3 separate regions of the Zea mays genome follow, and all the other regions are linked to region 2. Evidence: chromatin contacts called from public Hi-C data. All regions are on one chromosome and are shown on one strand. Each heading gives the region's core, a stretch centred on a gene start, on an enhancer-like site or on the middle of the called end of the contact. The rest is flanking DNA. Distances are from core to core; before and after follow the strand shown.

Region 1 (5,101 bases), core at 2,553-5,052, 170 kb before region 2:
ATGGGCTAGCTGACCGAGAGAATCAAATAATGCCTCCATATCTTTTCATCCGTAGGTAGTGGGAGTCCGTTGATAGGAGAGAATAAAAGAAGGTAGGTAGGGAACAAAGTGGGCATGCATGCAGCACCTATACTTTCACTGCTAATTAAGATGCTGTTGATGACATGCTAACTTTATCATATTAGGAACTATGGAAGTGTTTGTTTGGGATTATAATCTGCCCAAATTATATAATCCAATAAAATTCTGAACTAACACTTAGCTTAAAATTTATTGGATTGTGTATATATAATCTGGATAGATTATAATCCTAAACAAACACCTCCTGTGTCTAGCTCTAGCGGATATGGTCGTGTAAAACACTGTTTTGTACCGTGTTTATAGAGTAGAGTTTGAAATAGGATGTGGGACGAGGAACGTGATAGTTTACTGCTGTATTTCGTTTGTAGTGCGCGCACACGTACGTGCTTGCAATCACACATACACATTTTGTTTTGTGACCACAGAAAATCGCACACATATATCATGTTGTTTCCCACGTAGCTTCTCAAGATTCGACGGACCACTGTTCCATGTCGTGGTACGTACGTACCGGAAGAACGTGCGCACTTTGTCATTGATACCAAGAGCATATATCAAATCTAATAGCTTAATATATTCGAGAGATAATTGCGCCGTGATGGGGAGCAGACGGAACAAAGGTACGACGATCCCCGCTGGTGCTTTTTTTTTTGGGGGGGGGGGGGGGGGGGAGCACTTCGTTATATAGTAGTAGTAGTAGTAGACAAAGAAAAATGAGACAAGGGAATACTCCATTAATTGTTTTGCCTAAAGTGGCTAGAGAGAAGATGAGTATTTTCAACCTAATTAAGGAAGAAGACCACTAGTTTGGATCGGGGAAAAGCTAAGGTGTCGATTATATTGGAAGGTGCACGTTATTATTAGCTGCTGATCGATTTCTGAACTGAAGAATATATATACAAGTACGTACCGGCCGCATGCATGTAGAGGTCAGAGACGTACTGCTATATACTAGCTAGCAGTATACCTCTTCTGAACATACTAGAAAGCTAGCTAGATGCTCGATGTATACAAATCTGTGTACGTACCTTGTCGAGGAGCTGCACCACAGAGCGCACATGCTGGAGCCATGCTCGTTGCCGCCGCCGCCGTCAGGGTTAGAGTGCTGAGCCGACGACGACGACTGATCAGACCCGGCGCTGGTGGTGATGAGGTCGAACAGGCTGTCGTCGTCGGGGTCGGGGATGTCGATGACCGGTTTCGCGGCTGCTGCTTGCCCTGCAAAATACACATTATTCGATCGATTGACCACTGATGAGTTACCGCCGACACCTAGCGGTATACGTGTACGTACGTAGCAGCTAGCATGATCGTCGTCGTACTCGTACCGTACCGTACATACCGTAGGATGAAGCAGAATTAGCTGGCTTGTGGTCGGTGGTCTTGATGGTGCGATACATCTGCGGCCAAGAACAGACAGAAATCCAAGGATGACGATGGTGGCATGTACTTATACTACGTGCTGCTGAATGACGATCAAGCGTAAAAAAATAAAAAAAAAAACTGGCAGGGTTGACTGAGCTGTCGCCTATAGGAGTAGCTGTAGTACTAGTACAGTAGTACGTATCCAACTACGCAAGTAGTAGTAGTGCATTAAAGTCAGTGGGCCGGGGGTGTGCTAGTCTACAAGAGGAAGCAGGGCCGCCAAATGAACAAGTACCTAATGAATGAATAAGGCTGCTCAAGCTAGCGGGGAGGAGCATTGATGGCTCCATCAGCTACTGTGCAGCACGCAGCAGCGGCACAGCTCCGAGGGTAAGATCCATTATTGCGGAATGATGCGGGGCGCTGCCTGTACTTGCCACCCTCCTGCTGCGGCTCTGCTGCTCGCCTGCTCCCTGCTCCTCCTCCTGCGTGTGCGCATCGTACGCATGGCGGATCGATCGATCGTCGAGACGACGATGGCCGTCCGATCGATCCGCCACGGCCACCGCCAGCAACGCATCGACATGCGCTCCGCCTCCGCCCGGCCGCCATGCCATCCAATGACCTTCATTCCCCAGGCCGGCTCAGTTGATCGTCCCTCCTTCCGGTGTGGGGCATGTCGATCGCTCGAGACCTAGCATCGATCGCGCTAGATATGCAGGGGGGTGGTGGTGAATGGTGATACGGCCGGGAGAGAAACTTTTACTGCTTTCGATTCCAAAGTGTAAAATGACGACTCTCTCTCTACTATATACTATTCCATGCATGCATGAGCTTGAGCTAGCTGTACCATATAGCAGGCAGCAGTACTACAAGCAGTGAAAACTGTCCAGACCGTGGACAAAATTAATAAAGGTCAACTTTATCGTGCAAGAAATGAGAGTGTACGTGTATAGCTTGTTGCTGGTATATATCCTGTATGTAATAAGTACGTACAAAACGCACTGCTTTTGTCTCTCTTGCATATTGAGGTCTATATAGCTAGTACTCTAGTCTTGCTCTTTTGTTTAGGATAGAATAAAGAAATACCACTACAAAGAACAGTTAAGGTGTGTACGTTAACGAGCTAGAGAGGATGAACGACATTCATACGTAGCTAGGAGTAGCTAGCATATAGAACAAAGTCCGTGCAAGAACAACAATGCAAAACGAATGAAAGCTATCAGAGCTGCTAGGTTCTTCGTTAGCTGACATTAATTATTACCTCTGCTAATAACCCATTACACACACACACACAGAGTACAAGGACAGATATAATTCATGTAATGCTAACCATACAGCTGGTCGATTGTTCCCCCCTCACCTGCAAGTGCGACTTGACATGGGCCAAGGTCAGATCCTTCACGTCCATTAGCTCAAGAACTGACTTGGGCGTAGCTCCTGCACAAAGAGAGGCAGCATATATATAAGCATCGTCGTCGTCGGCACGCAACCATTCACCCAGCATGCCGGCTAGCTAGCAGCGACGACGTGCTAGCTAGCTAAAACGCTAGGCAAGGAGCTAGCGGCGCGTACGTACTCTCGTGGCCCCCGAGCAGCTCGACGGCGTGGACGAACCGCGCGTGCAGCGACGTCGTCCACCGCATCCGGGGCGCGCGCGCGCCCCGCTTCGCCGCGAGCCGGAGCGCGGCCTTGGGGGACAACCTCGGCCCGGCCGCGCCGACGATCGCGTCGTGGCAATGCGTGTGGCTCTGCAGGAAGTGGAGGAGCGGCTGCGAGGCGTTGTACACGGGGATGCCCCGGATGGGCCTCGCGGCTGCCAGGTCCCGGCGGAGGCCGCCGCCGCGGCCCTCCGGGAGGAGGATGGGCTGGGTGTGGTGCAAGAACGGGAGGCCCACCAGGTGGGAGTGGGAGCTCGTCGTCGGCACCTGATGGTGGTGGTCGTTGTGGTGCGCGCCGGCCGCCGCGTGGTGCCCCACGGCTGTCGGCGCCGAGGACGCGAAGGCGAGGGAGGGGGCCGTGGTGGCCGCCGCGGCCGTTGTAGTTGCTGTCGGGGTGGTGTCTAGAGCCCTTTTCCAGAACCCTAGCTCCGTTGGTTTCGTGGCTGGGGGAGGGCTGATATGCAGCTGCAAGTCCGGGTGCGCTGGGAACAGCTCCATTCTCTCGATCTCTCCTGGGATGCAGGACGAGAAGCCGGCTGCCGAGAAGTGATCGGTGGAGGAGGGTATGGCCGCGTAGGTGTGCGCCTGATGTGGTTAGGAAGTGTGAAAATTGAGGAGCGCCGCCGGCTAGTGTGTGTGAGAGAGAGCTAGCAGGAGTTGAGAGAGAAGGGGGAGGAGCTGAGGCGTCGAGAGCGAGGGGGGAGGGTTTGGAATGAAACTTGGAGTAGAAAGGACAGGAGTGTGTGTTTGTATTTGTATTGTGTATAGCAGTGTGCCCTGCCGTGTGAAGAAAGAGGCGGCGAGCTAGGGGATGAGGTGGCCTAGGCCCTAGGGAGGAACATATATATTGGTCTTTTCTCCCACACCATGCATCTCCTTTTGCTTTGCTTTCACCTTTCTTTTTCTCCCTCTCTCTTCTCCAGCCTCTCTTCTTTTCCCCCCCTCTCCAGACACTCGCTTTTTGGGGGGTGTTTCTTGGGCAGATTAGTGTGGGAGAATTACACTTTCGATAGGGATGTGTGTGTGTGCGCGCGCGCTATGGGAGAGGGAATGCAAAAGGTGAGGTAACATTCCCTTTTCAGGCTATATGTGCCTGGTCGCTCTGTTAATGGACACCTAATAATGCACTTTGAGCAGCATTCCCTAACTAACCCACACCAGCTAAAAGCAGCTAAAAACAGTCCCCTCCATTTTAAGCGTAATTAAACCTAAACCCTTCATTTTTCTATTTCTCCCAACTCACGACACCACAGCGACTGCAAGAGACCTCAGGGCGCCTCATTGTTGTTGGAGGACTCATTGTCCCCACTTGCCATTGTCATTTTGTGGTGGTGTTGCCACGAAAGAGATTCTTTCCAGGGCCTCGTCGACGTCGGAGTTGGGCCCAGTCGAGCTGTGTCTCGAGTCGTCCACGAGCTAAGTCAAGAACATATCTTAGCAGTTGGTCAACGACGACCACAAGTGTTGAAGGCGAGGCTCCCTCCGCCTTCTGTATGATGGCGTCGGCAAGCCTATTAAGGCGCCGTTTCTCCGCCTTGTTCCTGCACTAGTACAATTTGGCTCTATACAAGCGGTAGGTTTTTTACATCACAGACGGTTCGGTTAGAAAACCGCCTGTGATTGTGAAAATATGAAAATACAATTTAAATAAATTAATATTTTAATTTTTAACATAAATATGAAAATACAATTTAAATAAATTAATATTTTAATTTTTAACAGAAATATGCAAATACAATTTAAATAAATTAATATTTAATTTTTAACAAAAATATGCAAATACAATTTAAATGAATTATAATAGCACACATAATTAACTAGAGAGATTTTAAATTAATTGGCAACCACAATTCATAGTCGATCATACATGAAAACAAATACAATTTGATTCATACAATTTTTCATGAACTACCATTTTTTCGCATGTATGGCTTTAAGTTCTTATCAATTTTCTTTTCCACACGCTTGATTCTCTCTGGACCGTTAAAGACGAA
Region 2 (5,089 bases), core at 1,015-3,514:
TAGTGCAACAACCCCTACTTCCGCCCTTTCACGCATAGTATATAATAGACCAGCAAGTTCTCACGTTTATGATTCCATTATAACCAGAAATATCCTCTCCCAAGTCACGATATATCGAACCGCCATAGAAATCTAGAAAGTTGTCGAAGGAAACTACACCTCCACAACAAGGGCATGCTCCGTGAATTCAAGGATTTCCCTTGCTACTACTAAGAAAGGAGATCTTTCCGTCACCAAACACGTCTAGGCGACAAGCTGACATCCATGGGCAAGCCAACCGACCGTCTACATCCTTATCGGCCTTGGCTACGAGTACAACCTAGTCATCACCACCCTCATTACAAGGGATGATCTCACCCTCAACGAGGTGTATTCATAGCTATTGAGCTCTGAGCAACGCATGAAACTGATGCCACTCACCAACTACCATGCAATAACCAATGCAACTAAGTACGAGTGAGAAGGTGCACGTGTCAAAGAAACACTCAAGGAGGCATCCACGGTCTAAGAGGTCACGGGCGCAGTGGTGGACGTGTCCCAAGAAGTGACATACAATAAGAGAAAATACCCCAATGCCAAGTTTGCGACAAAATGGATCATATTGCAATAGAATATCATTTTTATGAAAATTATGTTCCAGATGATAGATATGCAGGGGCGACTACCACGTCCTATGGTATAGACTTCAATTGGTACACAGATATCGAGGCTATAAATCACATCTCATGCAAACTTGATAAAATGGTGTAGGATCGACAAGCAGAAGGGACATGATCAAATCTGCACTATTGATAGAGCATGTATGAATATTAGTCACATCAGTGAATCAGTTGTTAATACCTGTAGTCATAGTCTTAATATAGACAACATTCTTTATATTCCTGAAGCCACAAAAATTGTCTCTATTCATAAATTGGTTTCTGATAATTCAACTTTTCTTGAATACCATATTAACTATTTTATTATCAAGGATCGGGCCATGAGGAATGATTACACTAAGTGTTGCTTTTGTAGCTCTTAGGAAATTGTTCAACATCACTTTTTGATTGTCATGTCGCAAGGTCCTTTTGGAGTTCAATTTTTGTTGTCTTCAGTATTCAACCACCTACTATGGTAGCTCATATGTTTGGCTATTGGTTGATGACTTTCTCTTCTAAGCTTACAGATCATATTTTAATAAGGGTTGCAACTCTATATTAGACAATTTGGTTGGATAGAAATGACATTGTTTTGAAAAGGCCGCTTCTATCTATGTCATTCTTGCAGGTCATTTTCAAAAGGGTATACACCGGATCAAGCAATGGTTTGAACTATCCAAAGAGGAAGATATAACTCCACTAAAGGATGGATGTCGATGTTTTCAACAAGTTTGGATGGAGAAATAGATACCAAATAAAAGCTGGAGGCTTTAGGCTAAGTAGTTGCTCTTTAGCTGCCCGAGTCGAACGGGTGACGCGAGCGAGATAAAAAAATTAGGCGGTTGTTTGGTTCTATACCTATGATGTCAAAAATTGCCACACAATTTCATGCCACACTTGTCTAAGATGTCTAAGGTTAGACGCTTAAATTATGCGCCACAATTTGTCACGTCTAAAGGAATCTTGCCACATTTTTACCGGTCATCGATGAGTGAGACCTACGTAGAAGGAGAAAATTTTTACCACAACTGTGAAAAGTTAGACAGCAAACCAAACAACACCTAGATAGGTCAATTGTTGCTCGTGTGCGCCCTAAGAGTTTAGGGACTGACATAACACAACTGGACAAGTTACTCATTAGCAATGTAGCCCAACGTAGTACCAGTATCTTCCAAGCGGATAGGAAAGGGGTGGATCTCCTACATTTGCCAGAGAGCGGTGTGGATTTTAAATAGTTAATTTGGATGGGAATATTATATTACGAGTAATAATTTGTGTGGAGTAACTACAAGCCTGCCCCGGTCCCGCGTGAGCCTGTCGAACCACTGCGCGCCGTTACGTCTCGTGATCTAGCGCGCGGCAAGCTCGCTGGCACACTGTGGCTTCACATGGAGAAAAGGCTGAAGGATCTGGATATCGACAAGTAAAGATTCAATCAGTACGAGATTCCATGGATTTCCCATTCAGTGAACAATACGGCCGGAGTACAGCACTTTCTTTTTCGCCGTCATAAATGGCGGCCAGATAGCACGGGCTAGGAAGCACGGCATGACGCCCCTCCCGGTCCCAGTCGTCGATCAAAATTGTTAGCGATAACTCAGCGTCACCGTGCTCAAACTCAAAGCCTCGATATATACGCTCGAGACAGCGCGCGCCTCTCTCCTTATTGCTCACCCCAAAGCAAAGCAATCACGAGCAATGGGCGAGATAGGCACGGACCACCGCGGCCTAGCCGAGGCCGAGGCCGGCGTCGGCGGCAAGGAGGAGGGCATCGTCCTCGGCGGCCACGAGGAGGAGGAGGAGACTTCGCCGGTGGAGCAGGTGCGGCTGACGGTGCCGTCGACGGACGACCCGTCGCTGCCGGTGTGGACGTTCCGGATGTGGAGCATCGGGCTGCTGTCGTGCGCGCTCATGAGCTTCCTCAACCAGTTCTTCTCGTACCGGACGGAGCCGCTGATCGTGACGCAGATCACGGTGCAGGTGGCGTCGCTGCCGCTGGGCCACTTCATGGCCCGCGCGCTGCCGCGCGCCAGGTTCCGGGCGCCCGCGCTGCTGGGCGGCGGGGAGTGGAGCCTCAACCCGGGGCCCTTCAACGTCAAGGAGCACGTGCTCATCTCCATCTTCGCCAACGCCGGCTTCGCGTTCGGCAACGGCAGCGCCTACGCCGTCGCCATCATCGACATCATCCGCGCCTTCTACCACCGCCACATCTCCTTCTTCACCGCCTGGCTCCTCGTCGTCACCACGCAGGTTGATGCTACGACCAGGCCAGCTCTATTATCGTTCTCATCCCCCCCATATATATCAGCTAGCTGACAGTTAATTAACTGCATGGAATTTCTCACTCTCGCTTCAATGGCTCGCTGGCTTCAAGGTGCTCGGGTACGGGTGGGCAGGGCTGCTGCGCAAGTACGTGGTGCAGCCGGCGCACATGTGGTGGCCGGGCACGCTCGTCCAGGTCTCCCTCTTCCGGTGAGCCACCACACTTTTTAATCCTTATTACGCTATTTTACTTGGGTTCCAGTAAAATTTCACTGCCGCGTTCTTCAGCTGGGTTTTGGTTAACGTTAGTGGTTGGATTTTCGGAAGGCGCGCGCCGCGAGACCACCAACGCGTTATTTGGCATTTTTAAATTTTACTGTTCTTCACCTCTGGTTGCGGTTGGTAAATCCTACAGCTGCACACGCATTGGCGCCTCGTGCGCATCCGTAGGTTTGCACAGCGCATCTAGTCTAACAGTACCTGTAAATATATTTTTTTTAGCTTTGCACAGAGCATGAGTATTATTAGTATTTATTAACCTATAACTAAGTACTAAAATAAGATCATCTCTAATAGTTCGTATATAAAATCAATCCAAACAACAACAAATTAAGAGTGAAGTGGCTTTGTTCTAGTGCACTCTGGAAGACTGGAACCAAACACATGCTACTCCCTCCCGTTTGCGGCTGTGCTTCAGTGATGGGTTATGGATTGGCTGCCCAAGCGCTGATACATGCTAGATCATCATGGAATCCCCGACTATTACACCGTTCAGTGGCTGGAAAGAAAATTTTGACCTGTGACCACATGTCCCCACCGCCCCCACGCGCCAATGATTAAAGTCCCCATGACAAGGACCGCAGTGGAGGAGGCCAAAGCAGCCTTCTGGCTCCATGCATGCCCCACGCACGCGCGTAGCGTTCGTTCCCTCGCTGGATTCCTTCTTCCATGGACTCCCAAGTCCACGGGGACAGCGATTGGGCGTCTTTTTCCGCCTCGTTTTTTTTTTCTGACAGTTCTTGACAACACTCTGCATGGTTTCTGCGCGAATACGACCCTGTACGTTACCCTCTGCGAGTTCTGACCGAGAGGAGGAGACTGGAGGGGCAGGCCAGGGGCGGAGACCTTGCGTACTGTAGCTGCGTTGCATGTCTGTCACGAACCTGTGTGTGTGCGATCGAGTCGGCAAGTGGGTGGATTGGATTTCAGAAGCTCACTGCTCGTGCCTTGGGAAGGCGCAGAGGTGCCTTGCACAGTTGCACTTGCACATGCTTACAGCCTTCCTGATCCTGCCCATACGCGCGCGCGATGGGCTCCAACTTGGATTTGCTTTACATACTGACAGCAAATAAAAAAAGAGAGAAGATGCTGTGGGTTTGGATGGGAATCGGAACTAAACAAACCATGTAGGTTAGTGGTTACGTTATGCCGTTGCGAAGGGATCCGAGATCATATATGCTAGGTTGCTAGCTGATCAGTTCAGAGACTGTCGGCTGCACACACATACAGTATAATGCGAGGCAGAGAAAACTGAAACGTGCTACCTCTGACCCAAAGATAATCTAATCCTATATGTTTAGATCAACTCATTTTTTTAGATTTATAAAAAAAATAGCATTAACATTTATATGAAATAGATAATTATAAAAGACACATTTTTTTATCATTCTAATTTTTTGTTAAGTGATTTCAAAATGGATGATCGTTAGTAACAGTACCACTGATCACGTGTCTTCGTTTTTTTTGTTTTTTTTTGAACTAGGGCATTGCACGAGAAGGACGAATCCGCCAAAGCCTCGCGCCAGATCTCTCGCTCCAAGTTCTTCCTGGTGGTGCTGGCGTGCAGCTTCGCCTGGTACGCCGTGCCGGGCTACCTCTTCCCGACGCTGACGTCCATCTCGTGGGTGTGCTGGGTCTTCTCCAGGTCCGTGACGGCGCAGCAGCTGGGGTCGGGCATGAGCGGCCTCGGCCTCGGCGCCTTCACGCTCGACTGGTCCACCGTCTCCTCCTTCCTCTTCAGCCCCCTCATCTCGCCCTTCTTCGCTACCGCCAACATCTTCTTTGGCTACGTGTTCTTCGTCTACGTCATCATGCCTGCAGCGTACTGGGGGTTTGACTTGTACAGCGCCAAGACGTTCCCCATCTTTTCCTCGCACCTGTTCATGTCGAACGGCAGCAGCTACGACGTC
Region 3 (5,117 bases), core at 1,168-3,667, 240 kb before region 2:
TGTGTGATGTGTAGGAAATTTAACTATTCAGCATTATAAATAACGCAGCAGTGGAGAGAGGATGACATGTCAGAAAGGGCCTCTAACTGAGTTGGTTAGGTGGTCTGAGTAGCACTCCTCAGGTCCTGAGTTCGAATCCCAGTAGCAGTCAATTTCAAACCGAGGTTAAAAAAGATTATTTGTTGGTTCCCCTGGTGTGCACACGTGGGATGGATCCTCATGTACGGGGGGCGGATCCTCATGTAGAGGCTGGGAAGAATCAAAGCACGAGTAAAGATCTGACATATAGGGGGCAGACCCTCATGCTGCACGGAGGCGTGACCTTTCTTCGGGGCTTCGATTGAGCTTCTTTCCCCTACTGGACGAGTTTTTTTTAGAGAGGATGATAGGTCGCAACACCTTACAGCTGTCAGGGGCAGGAAAGACGTTTCATCTGCCTCGCAGACTGAGCTCCAGTGTGGCACACGAGCATGGTATGCCACGTAAGCAAAAATGGCAAAAGATCTGTTCAAATTTCTCTCCAGTGACAATAACATAAAGGCAATACGTTCATAGAACTAGCTATTCTTGGGAACATGTTTTAAGATGTTTGCGGAAGAACACTACTTCAAACAAGAAATTACTTACTTTGGGCGCCAGGCTGTCCAGATATCGTACTTCTCATAAAATTGAAGGCACCTTCAGCAGTCTTCATTGCAGCCTTAGCAACTTGATCATCATTGATAGATACATTTGTTGGGACCTGCATGAAGTTTGAAACGCTAGGGTATGCACTGTTTGCATCTGGGCATTGATCACCTGAAAAGAATCATATTATGTAGTTTATTTAAATGCAATGGAATAGGCACAATACTTATGAACAAATGAAGAAGGCCCAAACTAGGCACCTACAAGTCAATGTTGCGCTGCAGCCAGCAGTAGGTGGCATATAAGCAGAACCTCCACTTGGTTGGCCAGTTGAACAGCAGTAGACAGATACCAGGGGAACATTCCAATTGCAGCATGATGATTGAGTGGTGGAAGAGTGAAGGTCTGGTGCTGTGGCACTATAGACAGGAACTTGCTGCTGTTGGGTTGTAGAAGCATATCCTGGTGCCTGATAATTCCAAGAGTTTGTTTGTTGAAGTTGCTCAAGAATGTTCCGACTCTTCTCCTCAAGCTCATAGTATTGTCTCAGCAATTCATTGTACTCCCCAGTTTGCTGGCTTGAACTCAAATTTCCATCAGCATCTGCTGTGAGCGTTTTAGCCTCTGAAACATGTGTCTCTTTGCCTGGATCAGTTTCCTGAAGAGAAGCTTGCTCAACTGTCTGCCTGTCGTCAGAGGGCTGCTGTTGCTCAACTGTCTGTGCGTTGTCACAGTTGTCATCTTCCTCTCTGCACCTTTAAAATGTACAAATGAAATGAAATTAAACTCGATCATGTCTTGGAAGAATGTAGCGCCGATACAATAGCACAAGAATTTTAAATTGGATACATAAAGGACAAATGAGCATGGCCAAACCATTAGGAATATCAGGTAGACAAAATAGCAGATGTCCTTAGAGAATATAATCCATAACACTCATGTTTCTTACAAATTGCATAAGTAATTGATGATTGCATGGCACTGTCGTCCCAAAGCATTAGTCGAAGCAGTTTAAATAAAATGTGAATGCCAAACAGAACAGTGGAAACAAATATGGGAACAGCGAACAGCCATTTCTCAACAGGGTACCCTTTTTTTATTGTACCGGTCCTAACAAATCACACAATTTAATAATCATGTAAAACACTTCATTTTCTTTTGGATTGGATATAGCATAGGCACAAGCGAACAAACTAGCTTACTACTGAATGAAGCTACAAGCATAGGTATATATACTCACTCATCCACTGCTCCAGCAGTAATGGGCTCTTCTTCTGCTGCAGGAGCAGCAGCGTGTTCCTTCTTCGCATCCTTACTTGGCGTTGCTCGCCTGCTCTTGCAATGCATTTCCTGCCAATCATCAACAATTAGCCCGATGCAAAACAAAAGTTTTTGCAAAGAGAGGAGTCGAATGTACATAAATTTCTAGTCGCGATGCCGGTAAGGTAAAACCTCAGCTCTTCATCCCCACCCAAATCCAGAACCCCCAGCCCCAACCACGCCTACACCCCCCGACAGTAGCCTGTCAAAGCCCCCTCCCCACACACACACACACACACAAACACAAACTAGCAGCTGCGTCGGCGATAGACAGCGGTCCGGGAACGGAGAAACCGGGAGACAAGCAAGCATACATTGAACGTGGAAATGGCGCGGTCGAAGGCGACGACCAGCGCCGAGTCGTCCCACAGTTCGTCGCCCATGCCCATCTCCGAATCGCGCTGACCTCTATCGCCCTCTGCGGGTTTCTCTTCCTTCCTCGGGCGGTCGGGCCTAGTGTCCTCAGCAGCGCCGCCTCTCGAGGAGAGTGAAACGGAAAGGCGCATTCCCGATTCGCGAACCGCACGTCTGCTTTGCACCCAGCAGGCCAGCCCATGTTTGGGCCCATTAATACGAGGCCCATGGGTTGGTCCAGCAGACTAAGTCGGGCCATCGAGTCTTCATATACTGGACCTGGACCTTCTCTACCACGATTGTTCAGCCGCTACACGGAACGGGCCACTGATAAAACGACCGAGGCGACGAGGCCTGTGGTTCCTGTGGCCTTGTGACTTTGTGAGTGTGACGTGTCCCGGCGCAACCCGCCAGAGAAGAAAAGAATCCCTAAAAAAGCAAAAAAAAAAAAGAAGAAGAAGAACAGTGTTTGCAGAACCAAGGGACGGAGCAACGCGTCGTGTCATGGTGGCGCGCGAAAAAAAAAGAGGAGAGGCGAGCACGACGCCAAGGACACATGGTCACGTGGACATCCATGATCCAGTGGGTCTTCCTTGTTCCTCTCTCTCGTACTACATTGCTGCAGGCGAGCACGGCCGTCCGTCCGTCCGTACAGTGCCGAAAATGGGGCGGTGGTCAGTTTCCGAACTGAGAGGATGGTGGTTATTAGTCAGTTGCTCAGTGTCACGTCAAGCGTGTCTTATGTTTACTTATTATCCTCTGTTTCATCTGCGGAAGTGTTGCATTGTCTAAAAATACGAGTCGCACAGGAGGTGACGTTTGTACACATGCATGCATGTCTGCTTGGATGGGAAAGGAAGAAGGTTTTCTACTCTTCTACTGCAAAAGTGTGGGGGCGGAGAGAGAGGGAGGCGTCTATTGCCCTATGGGCTATGCAGGTGCATGGGGGAGGGAAGAAGAAAAAGAAGGACAGGGGTTGGGGCCTGCAATGCCGGGCGGGGGCGGGTGGATGCAGAGCAGCATGCAGCATGCACGCACGTCTGGTCGCCGTCACGGTCACGGAGGAGGGAGCGGTCGTATCCGCATTGCATTGGGCGGCAACGCAGCGTTGCGCGTCCTGCCGCATCCTGCTGCTGCTGCTGCTGACACCTTCATCGAGGCCACAGCGCCCGCTGCCATCCTACCGCCCGGCACTCTGCCCGCGTCGCGCTCGCTTGACGTGATGAGACCTCCGTCCTCTCCTCTCCTCTCCTTCCCTCCCTCGCTCGCTCGCCGTCGCCGGCCACACTACTGTTGCGTCTGCGCCCTGTCGCTTCCCTAGGTAGCAGGCAGGGTATACTGCTGCCACGCCTCTACTCTACTCGATCGCTTGTTGCTTCTCCTTGGGGTGCTCCCCAATCATAGCGTAATGGAGTGCCTCATCATTCATTTCTGTGTAGTAGGAGTAGTTTTTTTTTTACTGCTCCAAGCCTTTCTCCACCTCTGCTGCATGCTGCGTGTGCAGTCTGAGCCAACCGCCCACCCGTCGGCCATAGATTCTCCCTAGGGTTTCTGCTTCTGCTTCTTATCAACAGCCTGAACAAGAAGAGCCTCAGCGGCTGTAGCTGCTACCACCTCAATTTGCTGGATTGTTCTATGTAGTAGTATTATCCGTTACTTACAGGCTAGTGTAGACTTTGGTAGCGTTAATAATTTGTCATAGCTTATTAAATCCAAACAAAACTTTAATAAAACTCTCGCTGGCACTGTCTTTAGTAGAATAATACCAATTCATTTTGCTAGACCAGTCAAAATTCTTGCTGTAGTAAATAACAGTGCGTGGCATGTGGGATCGAGTCCTCCAGCCCCGACCGACCGACTGCTTGGTGCTTGCTGCATTGGTCGCGCCAGGACGGTTCCATACACTAGCTACCAGTGACAACCACGTGCTAGCTGCGATACTGCGAACGCTAGCGGTGGTAGCTTTTCATGCACTGCTTCAAAGTCAGTGCCAATTCGAACGCAGGCGGGAACAAGCAAGCACGGTCCCGTTGGGTACCGCGTCCCTCACGGTGACACGTATGCTGGCATACTCGTCCGGTCGTCCCTCACGGACCTGCGTGCTGCGCCTGCGCTGCAGGGGTCGGGCGGGCGGCCCGTACGGACCAGATTCTTGACCAAAACTATTAAATATCTACTAGCTCGCTTCTAGTAATTTTGACAGTTGTAAACTTGTAATAACATTTTCCCTATATCCGACATTATTTATGTTCAGAATTTACGCAATATCCGACATTATTTACGTTTAGACTTGAGAATTTTACCCAAAACATGTGATGGGCACACACAACATTCTTCATGCATATTTTTCACATGCACATCAATTTTTGGAATTGCCATAATTCTAAGATCCACAACTGACCTAAAAATCGAAAACCGCATGCACACCTGGTGGATGATGACGGTACCTTCTATAAAAGTAGGACCCCACATGCGAGGTGACAGTAAACATGATCTTATTATATATGTTTCACACTATTTTACGTTCAACCGTGAGGATTTTTACGCTCAAATCTAGCATCGTGTCCATAACTGCCATAAAAACATATCCGTAAGCGCCATGTAATCTGAACATGGAATGTATGCTAGTCGGGCCATACATACGTGTGTCATGAGGAAGGGAACTGACCAGGGCTTCCTGTAAATATTTAAAGCCCTAGGCTCTAAATAACTATATATATATATATATATATATATATATATATATATATATATATATATATATATATATATATATATATATATAGAGAGAGAGAGAGAGAGAGAGAGAGAGAGAG

The links. A called contact is a pair of places that touch in the nucleus more often than the background predicts.
Region 1: a Hi-C map of leaf shows a contact between it and region 2, with 4 times the contacts expected there. The contact joins the promoter of LOC100384098 here to the promoter of LOC100285726 in region 2. A contact is called at or near these places in 2 of 25 Hi-C or Micro-C datasets (bundle sheath and leaf).
Region 3: a contact with region 2 is called in a Hi-C map of tassel, with 2.7 times the contacts expected there. The contact joins the promoter of LOC100278739 here to the promoter of LOC100285726 in region 2. A contact is called at or near these places in 5 of 25 Hi-C or Micro-C datasets (bundle sheath, ear, leaf and 2 more).

The regions. Positions count from the first base shown.
Region 1 is chr4:163,292,805-163,297,905 of Zm-B73-REFERENCE-NAM-5.0, reverse strand. It overlaps LOC100384098, which reads right to left and starts at 3,802. Exons shown (of 6, transcript NM_001321767.1): 1 at 3,026-3,802; 2 at 2,810-2,886; 3 at 1,424-1,481; 4 at 1,110-1,299. The coding sequence starts at 3,605.
Region 2 is chr4:163,120,163-163,125,251 of Zm-B73-REFERENCE-NAM-5.0, reverse strand. LOC100285726 (oligopeptide transporter 4) reads left to right here and starts at 2,264. Exons shown (of 6, transcript NM_001158617.2): 1 at 2,264-2,888; 2 at 3,013-3,110; 3 at 4,663-5,089. The coding sequence starts at 2,337.
Region 3 is chr4:163,357,471-163,362,587 of Zm-B73-REFERENCE-NAM-5.0, reverse strand. It overlaps LOC100278739, which reads right to left and starts at 2,417. Exons shown (of 6, transcript NM_001151917.2): 1 at 2,262-2,417; 2 at 1,868-1,977; 3 at 892-1,382; 4 at 628-798. The coding sequence starts at 2,336.